Linked DNA regions of Ovis aries: region 2 is linked to region 1. Evidence: chromatin contacts called from public Hi-C data. All regions are on one chromosome and are shown on one strand. The core of a region is the stretch at or near the end of the contact, and the rest is flanking DNA. Distances in the headings are between cores, read along the strand shown. Region 1 holds the start of ARPC3 (actin related protein 2/3 complex subunit 3). Region 2 holds the start of TCTN1 (tectonic family member 1).

Region 1 (5,140 bases), core at 2,473-4,972:
TGTGGCTGAACTGCCAGAACCTTCTTTTAGGAAGATGGAATGCTAGAGAAAGCTACTTATTTAATGAAAAAAATAATACTTGACTCTTTATCAGCAATCATCAACATGCCTGAATCAAGTTCTTAGGTATTCTGAAAGTGCTTCTGGTTAAAGTGGCATCGTTTGGTATTATTTTAACAGCATCAATTTAGATTTTAAAAGTTGAAGTTGAATGTACATAGATTTGTATATATAATATAAATTAGGACCTGGGGTACAGTTAAGACCAGTCTACTTTTAATTTCACTGTTGATCTTTGTTATTTTTGAAGGTTTTTTTGAGGGACAGGAATTATTGTAACAAAATATATATTATGTGTCCAGAGAAATAAAATCTGGAAGGATAGAGATAAGACCATTGTTTATTAGTAGCTTCTAGTTTTCCTACACTGAAAATGTATTATTTGTGTAATTAAAAAATGAAAAAAGTAACTATGTCTTAAGATATATATAAATAAAAGAAAAATAGCACTAACTTTTCATCACACGCCTGTTGTCCAATCAGAATTTGAAATACTCAACTAAGGCAAATTTTTGAATGAGTAAATTTTCGCAAGTGTCAAAATGTAGGCAGTGACTTTGTTTTTTAAAATGTGGTTTATAGTCTCTGAGCACTTTTAAAATGTATACTTTGCTTTAATAACAAATGCACACAAAAATGCAAAAGACATAATTTTTTCTTTTTACCTACTTGCCACATTGAGTTGTTTATTTTCAGTATTTCTAAGTTCATTTGTGATAGGTACTGGGGAATGGCTAATCAGTCAACAGATACTTCTCCAGCACCCGCTAATAACCCAGACACTGCTAATGGAAAGCAGAATCTCTTTCATTTAATCCTCACAGCAGGTCTAGGTTCCATTGGTGTTGGATCTTCCTACTGATGCAGATCAAGTCCCTGTAGAAAACCTGCAACTCAAGTTAAGTTTTTAATCATTCTTGGGCCTGGATAGCAGAAGTACGCCTACAGTGTCAAACTTGATCCATTTTCATTAAAGATGTAAAGTGTGAGGAGCCATAGGTATCAGGGGTAACTGATAGCAATGTGCCTGGGGGCCCAAGCTGGGGGCGAGAGTTGGGTATTGGCACCATAATCTGCTGGTGTGAGCTAATTCTCACAGGGGCACTTAGGAGAACATCAGTAGTAGACAACATGAGGACAGACTGGGCTTCTTAGGGAATTCTTCTAAGTCCTAGTTCAGTTCAGTCACTCAGTCGTGTCCGACTCTTTGCACCCCCATGGACTGCAGCACACCAGGCCTCCTGGAGTTTACTCAAACTCATGTCCCCTGAGTCGGTGATGCCATCCAACCATCTCATCCTCTGTCATCCTCTGCTCCTCCTGCCTTCAGTCTCCCACCATCAGGGTCTTTTCCAGCTCTTCACATCAGGTGGCCAAAGTATTGGAATTTCAGCTTCAGCATCAGTCCTTCCAGTGAACACTCAGGACTGATGTCCTTTAGGATGGACTGGTTGGATCTCCTTGCAGTCCAAGAGACTCTCAAGAGTCTTCTCCAACACCACAGTTCAAAAGCATCAATTCTTCAGTGCTCAGCTTTCTTTATGGTCCAACTCTCACATCCATACATGACCACTGGAAAAACCATAGCCTTGACTAGATGGCCATTTGTTGGCAAAGTAATGTCTCTGCTTTTTAATACGCTGTCTAGGTTGATCATAACTTTTCTTCCAAGGAGCAAGCATCTTTTAATTTCATGGCTGCAGTCACCATCTTCAGTGATTTTGGAACCCAAAAAATAAAGTCTGTCACTGTTGCCACTGTTTCCCCATCTATTTGCCATGAAGTGATGGGACCAGATGCCATGATCTTAGTTTTCTGAATGTTGAGCTTTAAGCCAACTTTTTCACTCTCCTCTTTCACTTTCATCAAGAGGTTCTTTAGTTCTTTGCTTTCTGCCATAAGGGTGGTGTCATCTGCATATCTCAGGTTATTGATATTTCTCCCTGCAATCTTGATTCCAGCGTGTACTTCATCCAGCCCAGCGTTTCTCATGGTGTACTCTGCATATACATAACAGAGTGACAATAAATAAGCAGCCTTGACATACTCCTTTCCCTATTTGGAACCAGTCTGTCGTTTCATGTCCAGTTCTAACTGTTGCTTACAGTTATGCTAATCTGCATACAGATTTCTCAGGAGGCAGGTCAGGTGGTCTGGTGTTCCCATCTCTTTAAGAATTTTCCACAGTTTGTTGTGATTCACACAGTCAAAGGCTTTGGCGTAGTCAGTAAAGCAGAAGTAGATGTTTTTTTGGAAATCTCTTGCTTTTTCTTTTTTCTGTGGCCCTCGAGTATGCAAAGGGCAAAAACACCCTGATCTAATGTTACTGTCATGTGAGAGAGTCAGAAAAATAAGACACCTTTTCATTTGCCCTCCTCATCCTGCTTGAGCTATACCTCCCTCATTTAGCCTTATGGAGAGTTTGGTGTGTGCTCAGATGGTAAAGAATCTGCCTGCAATTCAGGAGATCTGGGTTCAGGGTTCTCCAGGGAAGAACCCCTGGAGAAGGGCATGGCAACCCACTCCAGTATTCTTGGCCTGGAGAATTCCATGGACAGCAGAGCCTGGTGGGCTACAGTCTATGGAGTCACAAAGAGTTGGACACGACTGAGTGACTAACACACAAGAGGAGGCTTTTTTGATGGGAGCAAAGTAGCCCCACAGTCACCCTCATTAGAGGTTTCCTTGTGTATAATTAGTCTTAAGGGCCCAGTAGATCAGCTCGATCAGGGAAGACTATCTTTACCATCTGAGACCACCAAGGAAGTCTCCTCCTAAAAGGTAAAATTTGGCCAGAAATATAAATGAGAAATCAATTGTGGGAACATGGGACAAAGTAATTCCTTCTGTGGGACTGGCAAAAGAAATGGCCAGAAGCAGCAGTGAACTTGGCTTTTAACCTGAGGTGCTTTCCGGTAAAGATTAAGAATTCCTTAGCTTTTAGTATGTTCCAGGCATGTAAGTTCTAAGCACATTCCATGCAATTCATTTCCTCACAAAACTCAGGTAATCACTGTTATCTCCATTTTCAGATGAGGAAACTGAGGTATGGAGGTTAACTTGCCAAGGTGACACAGCCAATAAATGTTGGAGCTGGATTCAAACCAATTTTTTCTCAACCATTACACAAAGAATCGCAGTACGTAATCACACAAGAGTAGTACACAAATCCCTTCTGTGATCATTTTTTCCTTTTTAAAATCAGTGGACTGAGTTCCTTCTCTTACTCAACACATGTTATTGATGCTTACCTTGTACCGTCCTGTTACAGGTGTAGGGATATAAGCAGTGAACAAAACAGACAGTCCTTGCATTTTTGACGTTCATACGAATGGACAGAGACAAAACCCAAAAGTAAAACATGAATCATAAGAACTGAGGGAAAGGGCAGTGAAGTGGGACTGAATTTAGGATGACCCAGGGAATGCTACTGAAAAGGTGGTCTTGGAGAAAAAACGAAAGAGGTGATATATCTAGGATTCTGTAACCCCGAAATCCACCTCATTCTCGCCCACACTTCACGCAGGCGCGATACTCAGAGCCCCTGCCTAGGGTTCGAGCGCCCCCTGGTGCCCTGTCGGATCCGCGCAGCTGCAGCGGCTAGCCACATACTGCGAGGCCGGAAGCGCGGCGTCCTGCCCTCGCCCTCCCCTTCCGGCTCACTTCCGCCTACCCCGCCCGGGCTGCCAGACCGGAACCGCCGATCTCTACCCAGATTCTCTTCGTTGGGTTTGAAACCGGGGCGCCTCCAAAATGCCGGTAAGTGGGCCAAAGTGGGGGTGTCGGGAGACGGCGGGGATTTGAGAGAGTCGCGAGAAGTCTTGCGTGCGGTGAGAAAAGTAGGCCGAGGAGGGCAGAGAGAAAGCAGGGGCCTGAGAAGGGGAAAGGCCAGAGGAGAGGGACCGGCCTCTGTGGGATTAGGGCGGCCCGGGGATGTCGGCCGGCCGTGGAGGAACAGGGCATGGCAGAGTGGGCCAGAGACCCGGGGCGTGCTGAGGAGACTGCCACAGGTCTGCCCCCTCCTCTCCAAGCTTGATCCTTTTTATCGCTTTTTGCGCCTCTGCCCGTCCCCCCGATTCCAGCGGGGTTCCCAAAGCCTCACTAGAGCCGTGAAGGCAAGGGCTGCCCTTTTAATTTCTCATATCACAGCTAGGGCCCGGCTTCTTTTTTTTTTCCCTGTAGGCCCACTTCCTCCTTTGCCTCTGGAGGCGGGTCCCTTATGCTGCCTGTCGCCTGTCCGACCCCACTTCCCTGACTCCTCCTCCCCTGTCGCCCCGGCAGTGGCTGCCACCCCTGAGCCGCTGGGTTTAGGGCTCTCAGAGCAGGTGCAAGGTCCGCGCCTAGTTTCCACATGTTTGTTTAATGTGCATCAGAGTAGGAGTTAAAATTGATGGTGGTTTGGTTGTTCTTAATTTCTGACAGTCACGGGTAGATTTATCACCATCATGGTCTCCATTTTGCAGATGAGGAAAAAGCATGTTCAGTAACATGTGATGTTTAGCATCTGCTGCATGCCAAAGCACTATTACAGCGGTGAATAAGGCCAACAAGTCCCTATTCTTAAGGAGTCTACATTCTAATGAGGAGACATAATCTGTGAATGTGAATAAAATGGGGGGATTGTTTAAGATAGTGGCAAATGCCATGAAGGTAATAAGACAGCATAGCTAGTGCAGGTGAGACAAGGGGCTGCGTTAGGTGAAGCACATCGGTAATAAAAAGGAGTAAACCATAGTTAAGGTTTGGTGAATCCCATAGCTACCATTTGACTCCTGATGCATGTCAGGCCAACTCTGAGCTACACAGTTTGTATAAATTATTCCCTAATTAATCCTCAGAGTGATTATGAAGTGGATATGTTAGTGGTTTTTCATTTTGCAGAGGAGAAAGTTGAGGCTCAGAGAAGTTAAGTAACTTGCCCAAAGTTGCACACTAGTGTGTAACACACCAGTATGTGTGTGTGTGTTGTGTGTTTGTATTGGGGTGTAGTAGATTTAACAATGTTGTGATAGTTTAAGGTTAACAGCAAAGGGACTCAGCCATATATATACATGTATCTGTTCTTCCCCACACTCCCCTC
Region 2 (4,812 bases), core at 1,839-4,338, 140 kb before region 1:
CTTGTACTTGGGGTTCTAGAAATATCTTTGGTAATTCAGACAGTAAAAACATGGGAAGAGGTAGAAGCCCTACTTAGCAAGTTTTAATTTTTAATAATGATGACCATCTGGATTTTTAATTCCCTGTTTCAGGCTGTAAACGGGGAGGTGTGGAGGTGAGGGGAAACTTAAATAGCAGAGCATGAGAATGATAAACACTGAACTCATGGTAGTTTAATTATTGCTGGAAGGAGGGAGTAAGATCGGTGCTTCAACCTTACCTGTAACGTTGTTTCTTTTTTTTGAAAAAGGATTTCATGCAAAAAATAAATTTTAAAAAAGGATCTCAAGCAAATGCTGGTAGACAATCCATACAACATTCTTATTAGCATTTATGAATTATTTTATAATAAAAATAAGCTTTAGAAGGAATTCCCTGGCAGTTCAGTGATTAGGACTCTGTGCTCACTACCAAGGCGGTTCAATCCCAGGTCAGGGAACTCCAGACTCCACAGTCTGTGAGGTATGGCCAAAAAAAGAAAAAAAACTTTAGAAAATATATACCTCAAAAAAAAGACTCGGTGCTCACTACCAAGGCGGTTCAATCCCAGGTCAGGGAACTCCAGACTCCACAGTCTGTGAGGTATGGCCAAAAAAAAAAAAAAACTTTAGAAAATATATACCTCAAAAAAGGTACAATAATAAACTCTGGGAAGATGAATGTCAGGAGAAGAGGAAATTTTTGTCGGTAAATACACAATCCATTCTTAGAGACACAAAAGTTTCCACCCTAGAGTTTACATGTTTCTCTCTAGCCAAGGACTCCCTTATGTCCTTAGAAAACTATAACACCTCTCATGTACACTAAAGTGTTGAATAAAAAATAAAGTATTGAGACACCCTGCCTTATGTGTTTGAAATTAATTTTGATTTATTTTACAAAACCTAAAACCCGTATAGGTCCCTAGTAGCTGTAAGACTACTAGGGACAAAGCAATAGTGTTTAATAACTCTACTTAGGAAAGAAAAAAGGGTGAGCGTACTTAATCAGCCAACAAGTATCTGCTGAGTACTTGTAGGGTCTGAGTAGCACTCAGCTGCTCTTCCAAGCCTCTTCACAGCTACAGGGTACTAATGAACAGAGCTCAGATTCCAGATGAAAGTTATCATCCTTCTCTTGCACCTGTAACCCATTCTGCAAAGGGTGGTCCAGTTCTCCACTCAGTCTCCTGCTACAACCTGTACCTAGGTTGTGACCTAAAATGAGGCAAGTAATTCATAAACCTAAAAAATGGCAATAACCCAGGGACTTCCCTGGTAGTCCAGTGGTTAAGACTCTACCTTCCAATGCAGGAGGCATGGGTTCTAAGCTCCTACATGCTGTGCAGTGCAGCCAAAAAAAAAGTTAAAGAAAATGTTAAAAAAATTTTTTTTAAGTTAAACATTAAAAAGTTATAAAAGAAAAAGTTAAAGAAAATGGTGACAACCTAACATCATAAGACTGTTAGGAGGATTAGATGAGACACATCACAGATGAAATCCTTAGCACAGAGCTTGCTACATAGGAAGTAGTTAATAAATGTCAGCTGTCATTTATCACCATTACTTGCACAGATCTAACTAGAGGCCCTTTAAAAAGACAAAGGAAAAGTGCAAATTCATCCTCTCATACTGGAAAAACAGCCCTGAACACATGACCTATTAATGATGGTTCAAGAATAGCTTCATTTGGGGGATAAAGTGCATTAACAAATGAAATACTTACATGGATAAAAGGCAACTCAGCCCAAAAAATCTTAAGAGAGTTTCAGATATTGAATACTCTGCTATATTTTGTCCCAAATTATCACTTAACTTCCCTGCTAACTCAACAATTTCAATATAAAACAAAGTTTTTATATTAAAATAGCAAATATGTTTCCTGTATTTTTTCTGACAGACTATACAATTTATAAAGGAGAAATAAAGGTTCAGTAACTTAAGTTCTAGAGTTCAGAAGGTCAGCCAATGATTTTTTTATTTACTAATACTGAGCCTGATTCAATTTAAGAAAGATCTTTCTTAAGAAGGGATTTAAAAAAAAAAACACTGCATATCTATTGGGGTTACAGAGGACTTAAAAGGGATTTTTTTTTTGAGATCATAAACCCATTTGACAAACTACCATTGCTATGAACCTTCACCCCAGAAAAACGCATATTCACAGAAGTTAGCTCGATTTTGGAGTCAGATATCCCCTGAAGTCACCCATGTTAAATCAGATTACAAAAGTCACTAGCTGTGTAACTCAAGGATTAGATCATTTTCTGAGAAATATGCTAATTATCCTTAAAGATGAATCTTAAGAAGTGGGCATAACCCCTCACCCCATAACTCCCTACATTCAACTCAACACAGGAGGACTTGACCTAGTCATTTTCTGTAAACTAGATTTTTTGCATCTCTTTTTCATAATTGAAAAGCTCAACGTATCCTATGCACTTAATTCCCACAATTTCCTAGAAACTTTCAATTTCAACTGAAAAGCTGCAAGTATTCATTCATTAACACTTTTGGCATTAGTGTCGTCCAGGACCACTGCAAGTACTTCTAAAGATTTTTATATTGTCTCACTTGGCTCTCTGAGCTTCGGTTTTCTCATCTATACGACAGTGATAATAACATCTACCTCTAAGGGTTGTTCAGAGAATTAATAACCTATGAAACACTTAACAATGACTGCACACTTTAAGTGGTCAATAAACGTAAACTATCGCTATTATTACATCCTCACCCGGGCTACCAACCCCCGCAGGTTGAACCACTGTAGATCCCCAGGAATTGGTACTTGGTTACCCACCGTCTGTGATCGGGGCGGGTCTGGGGCCGGAGAAGGGCCTGGAAGCCCTGGGGATCTCAGGGGACTTAGAAGATAAAACAGGTCGGAGAGTCGTCGGGACTGGTTTGGTGGAGTTGAGGCCCTCCGTCGCTACCACCGGGGTGGTCCCGGCCGGGATGGTCCCGGCCTGGGCGCTCACGGAGGCCCAGCACTCTATGAGAACGAGCAGGAGCCGCGGAAAGGCCCGCAGCCCCATTGCCCAGCCGCAAGCTGAGCGGCCAGTGGCTGGGTGGCTGGGAGACCGCGAGACCGCGCGTTACCTAGCAACCGCGGCGGCTGGGCGCGGGGCATCACGGGAAGGGTCACCCTAGGCCTGGAGAGACGTAGGGACAGAGGGCGGGGCCTGGGCGAGGCGGGCGGGGCCTGGGCGAGGCGGGCGGGGCCTGGGCGAGGCGGGCCAAAAGAGGAGGGGACGAGGGGCGGGGACCTGTCCTGCTTGTGAATTCCCCACGTGGTTTCCAAGAAGACTGCAGTGCTTGTTTTAAAAATGTAGATTTCCAGGTTCCGTCTCAGGGGATTCTGATTCAGTCCAAGGGCAGGGTTCAGGGAGCAATATTTTTAACAAATACAAAACCAGTACATTTGGGACAACACACATCTAACACACAACTAACACAATCAGTGGAGGGAGAGAAATCTTGGGACCCACTCTCCTAAAGCTACTAAATAGGGTTTTTTGAAGCAGAGATCATATCACTAGCCTTGAATTTTTCTCTATCTCATATGTGTCTACACTTGCTTTACCGATGTGGTTTTAGTTCCCTCAAGGCTATGGTTTTTCCTGTAGTCATGTATGGATGTGAGAGTTGGACTGTGAAGAAGGCTGAGCGCCGAAGAATTGATGCTTCTGAACTGTGGTGTTGGAGAAGACTCTTGCGCGTCCCTTGGACTGCAAGGAGATCCAACCAGTCCATTCTGAAGGAGATCAACCCTGGGATTTCTTTGGAAGGAATGATGCTAAAGCTGAAACTCCAGTACTTTGGCCACCTCATGCGAAGAGTTGACTCATTGGAAAAAACTGTGATGTTGGGAGGGATTGGGGGCAGGAGGAGAAGGGGACTGGAAGGAGACTGGAAGGAGAGATGGCTGGATGACATCACGGACTCAATGGACATGAGTCTGAGTGAACTCCGGGAGTTGGTGATGAACAGGGAGGCCTGGCGTGCTGCGATTCATGGGGTCACAAAGAGTCAGACACAACTGAGGGACTGAACTCAACTGAACTGAACTAGGATCTCTGAGCTACAGTTTTATGTCAGGAATGATATCTACCTCTAAGGGTTGTGTACCAGGAGGTCACCAGATAACTTCTGGTTGCTGTGTTGTGATTGTGATAAGAGAAACAGATGAACACTTAATAACTTTTTTACAGTCAAAAAAATGACAAAAATTAAATAGAATGATTTATAGGCCTTTAAAAAAAAAAAAACAAAGCAAATCTACTTTATCTGTACAAAAGGACTTGAAGACCACAAGACTCAGGGAAGCCCCTCAGTTATAAACTGCTGTATTTATAGAAGTATTCCAGACCAGGGATGTTGGTTATTCCACCTTTGATACTTTATCTCCTTACAATTCAGAAGTGAATGTGAAAATACTTAAACATATCATGGTAATTACTCAAGAAACACATTTTTCAATTCAGAAGAATGTAAAACAATATATATATATATACCTAGATTATTAAATTTATATATTAATAGCAAAGCTAAATCATCAAAATGACATCTTTAGTACCTTCCAATGACATTGCAGAGAAAGTATCTAAAATATAACTGGATCAAATGTGTAATACAGATATTTCCAATTCTTTCCTACTGAGTATTGCTTTAACAACTACCTGAAATTCTGAATTGATGCCTTTGAACTGTGATGTTGGAGAAGACTCTTGAGAGTCCCTTGGACTGCAAGGAGATCCAACCAGTCCACCCTAAAGGAAATCAGTCCTGAATATT

Evidence for each region. Hi-C and Micro-C count contacts between places; a contact is called where the count stands out from the background.
Region 2: a Hi-C map of liver shows a contact between it and region 1, with 2.8 times the contacts expected there. The contact joins the promoter of TCTN1 here to the promoter of ARPC3 in region 1. A contact is called at or near these places in 4 of 16 Hi-C or Micro-C datasets (blood and liver).

What each region holds. Positions count from the first base shown.
Region 1 is chr17:54,365,704-54,370,843 of ARS-UI_Ramb_v3.0, reverse strand. It overlaps ARPC3 (actin related protein 2/3 complex subunit 3), which reads left to right and starts at 3,722. Exons shown (of 8, transcript XM_042234601.1): 1 at 3,722-3,819. GPN3 (GPN-loop GTPase 3) reads left to right here. Exons shown (of 8, transcript XM_042234600.2): 8 at 3,093-3,729. The coding sequence ends at 3,119.
Region 2 is chr17:54,505,526-54,510,337 of ARS-UI_Ramb_v3.0, reverse strand. TCTN1 (tectonic family member 1) reads right to left here and starts at 3,088. Exons shown (of 15, transcript XR_001435939.4): 1 at 2,819-3,088.